Regions from separate parts of the Hordeum vulgare genome. Here regions 2 and 3 are each linked to region 1. Evidence: chromatin contacts called from public Hi-C data. All regions are on one chromosome and are shown on one strand. The core of a region is the stretch at or near the end of the contact, and the rest is flanking DNA. Distances in the headings are between cores, read along the strand shown. Region 1 holds the start of LOC123402539 (translation initiation factor IF-2). Region 2 holds the start of LOC123402750 (ubiquitin-conjugating enzyme E2 22-like). Region 3 holds the start of LOC123401529 (transmembrane protein 230-like).

Evidence for each region. A called contact is a pair of places that touch in the nucleus more often than the background predicts.
Region 2: a Hi-C map of seedling shows a contact between it and region 1, with 4 times the contacts expected there. The contact joins the promoter of LOC123402750 here to the promoter of LOC123402539 in region 1. A contact is called at or near these places in 1 of 6 Hi-C or Micro-C datasets (seedling) and 1 of 1 datasets of contacts at active chromatin or transcription factors (embryo).
Region 3: a contact with region 1 is called in a Hi-C map of seedling, with 4 times the contacts expected there. The contact joins the promoter of LOC123401529 here to the promoter of LOC123402539 in region 1. A contact is called at or near these places in 2 of 6 Hi-C or Micro-C datasets (leaf and seedling).

What each region holds. Positions count from the first base shown.
Region 1 is chr6H:127,294,823-127,298,307 of MorexV3_pseudomolecules_assembly, forward strand. LOC123402539 (translation initiation factor IF-2) reads left to right here and starts at 1,692. Exons shown (of 2, transcript XM_045096463.1): 1 at 1,692-2,978. The coding sequence starts at 1,887. It overlaps LOC123405210, which reads left to right. Exons shown (of 2, transcript XM_045098988.1): 2 at 818-1,368. The coding sequence ends at 1,368.
Region 2 is chr6H:126,656,656-126,659,930 of MorexV3_pseudomolecules_assembly, forward strand. LOC123402750 (ubiquitin-conjugating enzyme E2 22-like) reads left to right here and starts at 1,379. Exons shown (of 7, transcript XM_045096703.1): 1 at 1,379-1,538.
Region 3 is chr6H:126,512,430-126,515,671 of MorexV3_pseudomolecules_assembly, forward strand. It overlaps LOC123401529 (transmembrane protein 230-like), which reads left to right and starts at 1,779. Exons shown (of 2, transcript XM_045095357.1): 1 at 1,779-2,208; 2 at 3,208-3,242. The coding sequence starts at 2,019.

The sequences.
Region 1 (3,485 bases), core at 442-2,941:
AGCGCCTCGACGTCGAGAGGAGCATCCCGAAGCCACGCCGAATCGTCGATGATGAAGGAGAGAGCGCCGAAGAAGATCTGGTGACCCATGCTCGAACCTCCACCGGACGACATGATGAAAGGAAGTAGTCGCAAACTCGCCGGAAGTCGCTTAGACGCCTGCCCCACGGTGGGCGCCAACTGTCGTGGGTATAAGCCTGACAGTAGATGTGTAGGATACGAAAAGGATGGGCAAAGCCTTAGCTATGGCGAGGTTGTATGAGTTGAGGCCCCTCTGCGATGGAGGTAATAGCCCTACGTCTCAGTGCTCAGGGAGCTTGTTGTCGAGTGGAAATATGGAATACAATGAGTTGCTCACCCTTGCACCAGTGGGGAAGGGTGGCTTATATAGAGTGCGCTGCCCTTCACAACGGTCGGTGCGCAGGGGTGGAATAATGGCGAATAAATACCTACGTTACAGGTAACGTACGACCTAAATGCTAATAAAAGCGTGAGGAAACGTACGACTGTTTCCCTCCTGGGGGGTTACGATGTACAGAGTGGAATCCAGTCGGTCCGATCGATACGCTCCGAATGCTCGCCTTCGACTGGATGGTCGGATGTCTGTTACCGACTGGATGATGGGAATTCCTTAGTTCAGTCGGAGCTGACAAAGGGCCTTGTCCCTTATGAAGGGTGGTCCTTGGGTAGGACCTATAAGGTAGGCTTATGACCCTACCCTATGACTATAACCCCATCACAGTCTAAATGGCGTTTGTGGATATCACCTAAAAATAAGTGGCGTTAGTGAACAGCCCAACTAAGCCCATGAACGCCAGCGGCGTGTTCATCTCCTTCCCCGACACCCCAAGCTGCCAGCGTGCCGTACCTGTCGGCCGCGGCTGCGATCACCGCCGCCTTCAGGCCCCATTACCAGGTGGTGGCTCCGGACGACCTCGTCTTCCCGTACAACGACGGCGGCCTCCTGGTCCCACACGCGACGTCGTCCCCCTTCTCCTCCTCGTACCACCACCAGCAGCAGCACGACGTCGTCGCACAACTGCTTCACGAGGCCACCGGCGGCGGGGCCCTCCTCCCGTTCGGGAACAACTCGTCCAACTCGGACGAGTACCAGCAGGCGCACTGCAGCCTGGCGGAGGAGCGGCGGCGGCGACGGATGGTGTTGAACCGGGAGTCGGCGCGGCTATCGCGCATGAGGAAGCAGAAGCAGCTGAGCGAGCTGTGGGCGCACGTGGTGCACCTCCACGGCGCCAACCGCCAGCTGCTCGACCAGCTCAACCGCGTCATCAGGGATTGCGAACGCCTGCTGCGCGACAACGCCGGCTTCAGGGACGAGGGGGCCAAGCTGCGGGAGCGGTTTCTACCATAAATGCACCCTGTATCAGTTCGCTTTGTAAATACGCGGCACTATGTGAACATCACATACGCCATAAAATAATAATTGGACTAGGACATAATCCCATATAAGAAGTAGCGGTGAGAGCGTTCAAGTACCACAACACCCGGTGAGATGTCCATTTACATCCTGAGCCTGATCCCATCGCGACCCCTGGCATGCAGGCGACCCGGATGATTTCTGCCAGTTGTTTTTAAACGTTTCCGACGGCTTTTTGGTGCACTCGTTCGACAGGCCAGTGTTTTAGCCCTGCCAGTTTAAGTATGGAAATCATAGTGTTCCTCAAAAAAAGGGTGAAGCCCAGCCCGTTACATAAAAAGTACCCCGCCGAAGCCCAGCCCAGGAAACTCCCCCCACTTCCCCGTACCTTACCCGACCACCGCCTCCGCTCACCGTCGACGACTCCGACTCCGACTCCAACTCCAACTCGAAACAAACCCCAAAGCCGCCGCGGCCGTCTGCCTCCTGCCCCAGACGACCGCGCCGCAAACATGGATTCGCTTCTTGCCACCTACGCCTCTTCAGATGAAGACGCCGACGAGAGCATCCCCTCACCCGCTCCCGCTACCCGCCGCGGCGAGGCCAGCGGAAAGCCCGCCGGCGGCATCTTCTCCGCGCTCCCGCAGCCCAAGTCGGCGCCTATCTTCTCGTCGCTCCCGGCGCCGAAATCCGCCCCGACCTTCTCCTCCATCCCACCTCCCAAATCCTCCGCTTACTCCGGAAACCCTAAGCGCGTCGTCCAGTTCCGCCCGCCACCGATCCGCCAGACCACCGGAGTCAGCTCGGACGAGGAGGATGACGCCGAGAAGCGCCGTCCCAGCGCCAGCGAGGCGCCCCCGCCCCTGTCTGCTGGATCGGGGCCGGTGTCTTCGTTCCTCCCGGCGCCCAGGCACTCGCTTGGGTTTGGCTCCGGCGCAGCCAGGAGGTCGGCCGTAGACACCGCCGGGCCGGAGAGGTCAAATCTTGGTGCTGCTGGCCCCTCTAGCTCGGCTGTCAACAGAGGGGCGCCAGAAAGGTCCGATACTGGCCCTGCCGACGAGGACGGTCCTGAGGAAAGCAGTGATGAGGACGCCATGCCTGCTCCGGAGCAGCAGCAAGAACAACAGGGTCTTGGTGTCGGAGCTGGAGACGTCCAACACCAGGGTTATGATGCTGGAGTTGGAAATGCTAATGGGTACGAAGGTTATGCATGGGATCCAAACTATTATGCAAATTATGGTTTGGATCCGAATAGCAATTTGAATTATGGGACCGAACCACAGTATGCAGCATATGGAGTAGAGCAAGGTGGTGGGTATGGCAATGGATATGGCGGGGAGCACAGTGGTGGATACGGGCATTCGACAGCGCCGCCATGTGGAGGGGAATATACTGGAGGTTACAGTGCTGAGGCGGTGGCAATGGCAGCTCCACCAATGCGGGAGCCAGCACTTCCACCAGAATTGGGCAGGATTGGAGTGAAGAGAGGTAGGAGGGATATGCCTATGGAGATTATAGAGGTGAATCAGGCAGAGCTGGTCAAGAACCGTCCAAGGGAGGACAAATCCAAGCTCACAGGGATGGCCTTTGGTCCTAGTTACCAGGTACAGACAAATCATTCCCTGATAACATGGCATGACTTTTGCTTCTTGCTGCATTGTCATTGTGCTCAGTTTACTGTCTTTGATCGATTTTCCTTCACCTTATAGCCATCATCACTACTATATCTAGTCAATGTTAGATAATCATATTTTATTTTTTCAAGTGATACACAGACAGTGTAGTACGCATGCAGCATTATTCATGCAATTTAGGTCCTGATAGCAGTCCCCAGCAATTACTCTTGGTAGTGGGTTTTTGCTTGCCACAATTTTAGTTTTTAATTTGCAAATCATCACCAATAAGGTAAACATATCAAGTACTGTACCTGACAAATGATAAGTCACTATTGATAACTTCTCCAAGCTGTAATTATGCTAGTAATGCTTTCAAGGGTGTTGTCAATATCACCAGATCATCACTGGAGTAGATGACCATGTAATTAAGTTTTGTTACGAAATGAACCATATAATTTGCCAATTCATATTTCCTTAGACTTAACGATAAGTATA
Region 2 (3,275 bases), core at 129-2,628, 640 kb before region 1:
GTGTTCAGTGTGTCCATCACGTAGGACGCGACCCGATCCCGGATTACTTTTTATTTTTATTTTTTTATTTTTTCTTTATTTCTCTTTTTTTTGAACGAAAGGGGTTTCCCCCTGTCCCATTTTTATAAATGAAGCAACCACAGTTTTGTTACAACCCAACATCCAGACAAAAAAATCTGAAAAATACAGGAAAACAGCTAACAGTCTTAGCTAGAGCCACCATCATTTTTCTCCCGAAGAGGGGTTACAACCCAAAGGTATTTATTTGAAGACTAGGTTCCCTATCCCCTCCCCTAGAATCATCTCCAAGCAATTCGGAGCAGTTCCCCGCGTCTCCTGTCTAGTTGCCTGATGAAGTCTCGCAGCAGATCCGCCTGAGCACCGGAGAACAAAACCCGTCATTGATTGAGATGAATGTCCAGCTTTGCAAGAATGCATTTCACACTTCTCCAGATGGGGCCTTGAAAACAAAATTCATTTCTAAGCTTCCATATGCTCCACAAGGAGGCAGCAATCACCATGTTAACCACACAATTCTTCTTATGATCTTTTCACAGCACAATAATATCATCAAAACTTAAAATTTCTGTTTTTTCAAGTGTCTCCGATATGAAAACCCACAACTATCTAGCTACTATAGAATCAAAGAAGAGATGTTGTACTGTCTCCTTGCAGCTACACAAAAGGCAAGTATTATCCTCAACAGGTCTACGTTTTTTCAAATTATCTCTTGTTAGTACTTTATTATGAACACATAGCCATAAAAAGACATGATTTTTTTTGTGAACAAATAACTTTCCACATGCTATCCCCAGTGGTAGAAACCATACCCCCAAAATTCTTTATTTCTATTTCTCTTCACCAATCACGTGTAAGTGATTGAACATACAAGAAAAAATAAATAAAATTTATGACTGCATGGACGGATTAATAGGATACACGTCTGGTCAGTGAACAGACGTATCCGTGAATGTTTAAAGGGTTATTTTTTTTTTGCTAAAGTGCTCTTAGATTGTCCACGTATCATAAACGGTCCATCACCACCCGGCGATCCACGTCGAGATGCAAATCCAGAATGTGCCAACAACTCCCCACAACCGGCGCCGCTCCCATCAATTTTTTTTTTGAAAGAAGCCGCTCCCATCAATCAACCCCGTTCGTCGTCTTACCACCGTTTTCCTCCACCATCTAAATCGGTGGTCCACCGCCGATCAGCATCGGCATCTCCGTCCGCGCTGGCCGCAGCTGCCATAATTTCAAAAGGCCGCGCCTAGCTGGCGGCGCCGTGGCACGGCTCCAACGGCTATGCCGCCGACCGTTCACGGTCTCACGCTCCTCCGCGGACGCGGTGATCAGGTGGCGCCCCCCTACACTACAAGTACACCCGCTCCGTGGCCTGGTTGAAAGCCACGTCACCTCCCTCCGCCCCCAAAGTTCCACGAGCTCGCGCTCCAATCATTGCGACGCGCGCCGCTCCCCTCCCCTCCCCGCGAGCCCGGCCCAGATTGGCCGCTCCTCCTCCTCCTGCTCCTCCTCCGGTAAGCGGCGGCCCGCCGATCCCTCCCCCGATTCGTCTCCCGGTGCGGTTCGAGCCCGATCTGTTCCCCGCCGTCCCGTGGCTCTCGCGGCGCGTGCTCGTGATCCGCTGGTTTAGTTCGGTCCGCGGTAGGGTTAGCGGATGTCGCCATGTCGCGGTAGGGTTTGGGGGCTGGGCGAGTGGTGATTTTGGATTGTTTCCGCGGATTGTGCAGAAAAGGCAAGGCGGGTGGCGGGGTTTGCCCATTCTGTCAAGCGAGGTGACGGGTGGTTCGAGATTCCTAGAGGCTGGGGGGAATTGATAGGCTTAGTGGGGAGGTCTGTTTTCTGATCTTTAGATGTCCATGGAAAGAAGAACGGGGTTGACGTTTGTGGAAGCAACTTAATTCTGGGTGCAAGTAGTCTTCACCTGCACTGCAAGTATAGGGCCTTGTGTTTAGTTCAACCGAAATGCCACACAGTCAGCTGCACTGATTACCTACCAATTTTATGATTTAATCGCTTCCTACCGTGCTTGTTTCCAACAGTGCAAATATAGCCCGAACCTAACTGCTATGTTGGTTCCTATTTCCCCCATCACTTATCGTGATGACGGTGTCAGTTTGAAAAATGATCCTTTAGACCTTGTTTGGTACTAGGGTTTTTGAGGAGATTGGTGGGGATAATCCCCACACGGATTGGGTGAAACCCCAACCTTCATCCAATCCCTTCAAATCCCCATTTATCCCCAATCCACTAGGTAGGGGTAGTGTATTGGGCATTGAGAAAAATGTACTAGAATTTGGGGATTTGTGGGGAAATGTGGGGATGAAACATGTCAAATACACTAAAACCAAATGGTGTTATGGGATATGTGGGGATTTAGGGGTTTGACCGGGATAATCCCCACTACTACAACAACAACAACCAAGCCTTTCAGTCCCAAACAAGTTGGGGTAGGCTAGAGTTGAAACCCATAAGATCTCGAAGCCAAGTCATGGCTCTGGAACGTGGATAGCTAACTTCCACGCACCCCTGTCCATGGCTAAGTCTTTGTCGATATTCCAAACCTTCAGGTCTCTCTTAACGGACTCCTCCCATGTCAAGTTTGGTCTACCACGACCCCTCTTAACATTCTCAGCACGCTTTATCCGTCCGCTATGCACCGGCGCTTCCGGTGGCCTCCGTTGAATATGTCCAAACCATCTGAGACGATGCTGGACCAGCTTCTCTTCAATCGGTGCTACCCCAAGTCTCTCTCGTATATCGTCATTCCGTACCCGATCCTTCCTTGTGTGGCCACATATCCATCTCAACATGCGCATCTCTGCTACACCTAACTGTTGGATATGTCGTCTCTTGGTTGGCCAACACTCCGCGCCATACAACATCGCAGGTCGGATAGCTGTCCTATAAAACCTGCCTTTTAGCTTTTGTGGCACTCTCTTGTCACAGAGTACGCCAGAAGCTTGGCGCCACTTCATCCACCTAGCCTTGATTCCGTGGCCCACGTCTTCATCGATATCGCCATCCTTCTGCAACATGGACCCCAAATATCGAAACGTGTCTCTCTCCGGTACCACCTGCCCACCAAGGCTAACCTCTCCATCCTCGTGCCTAGTAGCACTAAAACTGCACCTCATGTATTCAGTTTTAGTTCTACTAAGCCTAAAACCTTTCGATTCTAGAGTCCGCCTCCATAACTCTAACTTTCTATTAACCCCCGTTCGGCTATCATCGACTAGCACCACATCATCCGC
Region 3 (3,242 bases), core at 529-3,028, 780 kb before region 1:
ATACAATCAAAAATTCAGAAATAAATTAGGAACACATGGGTGAAGACTGAACACCACTCACGGTGGCCCTAGAACCTTCCTGGTTGAGCTTCTTGATGGTGATGACCATGCCGGTGCCAAACCGTGCTGACGCGAAGGTGATCTCGTCGACCCATCCCTTGAACATTGAATCGAAGCCGCCCTCGCCAAGCACGATGTTCGCCCGGAAGTTCCTGGTGGCCGTCTTGAGCTCCTTGAAGGCGAAGCTCTACACGCTGGCGGACTACAGGATCTCGCTCTACGGCGTCGGCGACATCGTCGTGGATGGTGCCCCCTTTCCCCTTCCTTCTCTACACCACCCTGATCAATCAACCAACAAAACGTTTTGGTCATGGCTAGGACGAGATCATCAGAAGAGCAAACAAATCGAAGCAAAATCTGAGTTTTGATGTTGCATTGAGACCACGAGCTTGGAGGAAAGGTGCTTTACGGGCATGTGAGACAAGAAGATTAGTCCAAAAATGAAGGAATGGTGTGTAGTATAAGAGAAGGAAAGGAGTAGCGATGAGATAAGGACGCAGAGGGCGGTCAGTGCTTTTCTTTAATGAAACGAAAGGAAATTTGTCATGTACCGGCTAGAAGCTACTGGATGCACGTGTGTTAGCATTGATTTTTTATTTTCTAAAACTATGTTTCTAAATACAAGTCTTCTTAAAAATATTAATACGAATATATATATATAGATATATTTTAAAATATAATTTTATTAATTTTGGTTTGTAGTAGTTCAAAAGTACATATTAAAATCTAAAGACTTATATTTAGAAAATGAGGGAGTACTATAGTTAGTAGAAAGTTGAGATACTTATTTTAAGACTGGGAAAGTATAATAACTAAAAGTGAGTGACATATTGAAAAGAAACATTTTTTAATGAGAAGGTATTTGAAGCTCGCTGATACTTGTTAACCATCAAGATATTCCTCAACTCTGGATGTCATCGATGTCATCAGTAAGATAGGGAAGAGAGAGCGAGGGATGGAGAATAGAGAGAGTGCGATAGCGGTGCATCTTACTCGCACCATGTTTCGCCCCGCACGACATCTGGAAGGGAAGGACTACCTTCCGTTGTACTATCCGTCTCGCAGCTCTGCGTACCCTAATCGATCCTCATCGAGGCCCGAGGATAATGTTCGAGGAAGTGGTCATGATGGCGTGGAGGGTGTGCCCCTACTGTTGAAGGCAACGTGTCAACAAAAGAGTGACAAGCATTATAAATTCTTTATTTTCTGGTCATCATATTTTTAAAGTGGGAAAGCATAAGTATGATAGCGTCTCAGGTAAGAAATCTCTACTACCCGTTGCAATGCACTGAAAACACGTTTTTTTCCTTTCTGAAAGGCACGACCGTGCCTTTCGCGATGGTAAAATCGTGCGTCTCGCGGAAGCAAAACCGTGCTTCTCGTAGGAAAAATAAAAGCAGAAAGCGCGTTTCTTTTCTTTTCGGAAGGCACGGCCGTGCGTAAAAAATCGAAAAAAACACTCTAAAAAACCAAAAACACGTGCGAAATAATAAAAATAATAAAATACAAAAAAACACTTAAAACATGACACGTGACGATGGCTGAAAACGCGTCAAATGACGATGTGTGGGAGTGATTGTTAGAATGCTCTTGAAAATGCGATCGTCTAACTAGTTGCTCAGGCCAGGTAGGAGTTCCCTATAATGCAGCCTACCAAACCGAATACACAGGGTTCAAAAGTCAGCATGCTTCTATATAGCTGGGCTTTGCCAGGACCGGTTCCAAAAGACGCGCCTCGGAATTGTAGCCCATCGCCGTCGCGTCGTATATACTACAACGGGTTGACCCGGCGCTCCCGTCCAATCCAATCCAAATCTGCTTCGGCAAGCGACCCACCAAGCCGATCTCTCTTCTCTCTCTCCCCCCTGCGCTGCATCTTCCACCCCCAACCAAACCACCACCAACCACGATCGGCGCGCGAATCCACCTCGCGAAACCCTACCTAGTCCCTGCCCGGCATGGCCTACGTGGACCACGCCTTCTCCATCACCGACGAGGACGACCTCGTCGGCGGGGCCATAGGGGGCCCGCGCGGCGCCCCCGTCAAGGAGATCGCCTTCGCCGCCGCCCTCCTCGCCTTCGGGGTCCTCGGCGTCGTCGCCGGCCTCTTCATGGCCGCCAACCAAGTCGGCGGTGACACCGCACACGGTGAGACCGAATCTCCTTTCACGGTCCTAGTTACTGCATCTAGGACCCTGAAGTTGCTGCAATTTTCTAACTACTGCTGTATGAATATTTGGGGATAGTATTTCTAGCTAGAGTTGGTATTTCAAGGGCTGTTACTTGTGAGAGCAATTGATTGATGTTTATTTGGCTGGGACATGTATATATATATTAGTATTTCGGAGTTGGTGTTTGGGAGCTGGAAATGTTACTTCTCTTTTTTTTGTTATAGAACATGTGATTGATGAAAAACTTGACCGCAAAAAATACTCCCTCCGTCCGAAAAAAGCAGCACTAATTTGGTGCTAGATACATCCATTTGAGGGACAAGCTTTTTCGGATGGAGAGAGTATATAATAGCGGCTTTAGATGTCCATGAGCTGTTTGCATTTGGTGAGAGGCTTTTAGTCAACACAGTTAAAATTCAGTGAACCGTGCTGGGGGGGGGGGGGGATTGTGGTTTTTTGTTGTTGCTGTTCAGAACAATGCTTCAGTGATATGCTTCAGGAAAGCCAGCAGTGAGAGCAACAGAGACTGGGTACTAAACGCTTAGTATGATTACACAACTGTAAAATTTGTAGATGATACTCCCTCCGTTCCTAAATAAGTCCATACGGAGTAAAATAAGTGAATCTACACTCTAAAGTATGTCTAGATACATCCGTATTTATTCCGTAGTGAAATCTCTAAATGGACTTATATTTAGGAACAGAGGAAGTAGTTAGGTTAGAAGCAATCCAAAATTCCTCTCATCTGTAATATATGTGATCATGATGTGGCTTTATGCTAGGATGTCACTTGTAGCATGGTGTACATGTGAGATCTTAAGATGTGATTTGCCACACAAAAAGCTTTAAAATTCTGTTTGCTCGTTGACTCTCATCCTTTCAGAATAGTGATGCAATATCAATATTAAAGTCGCACTCATGAAGATATCTGCTTCAATAAACTTTGACTACAATTGCAACTTTTTTGTTGGAACAGGAATATTCTTCATGGTTTTGGGCATTGTAATGTTC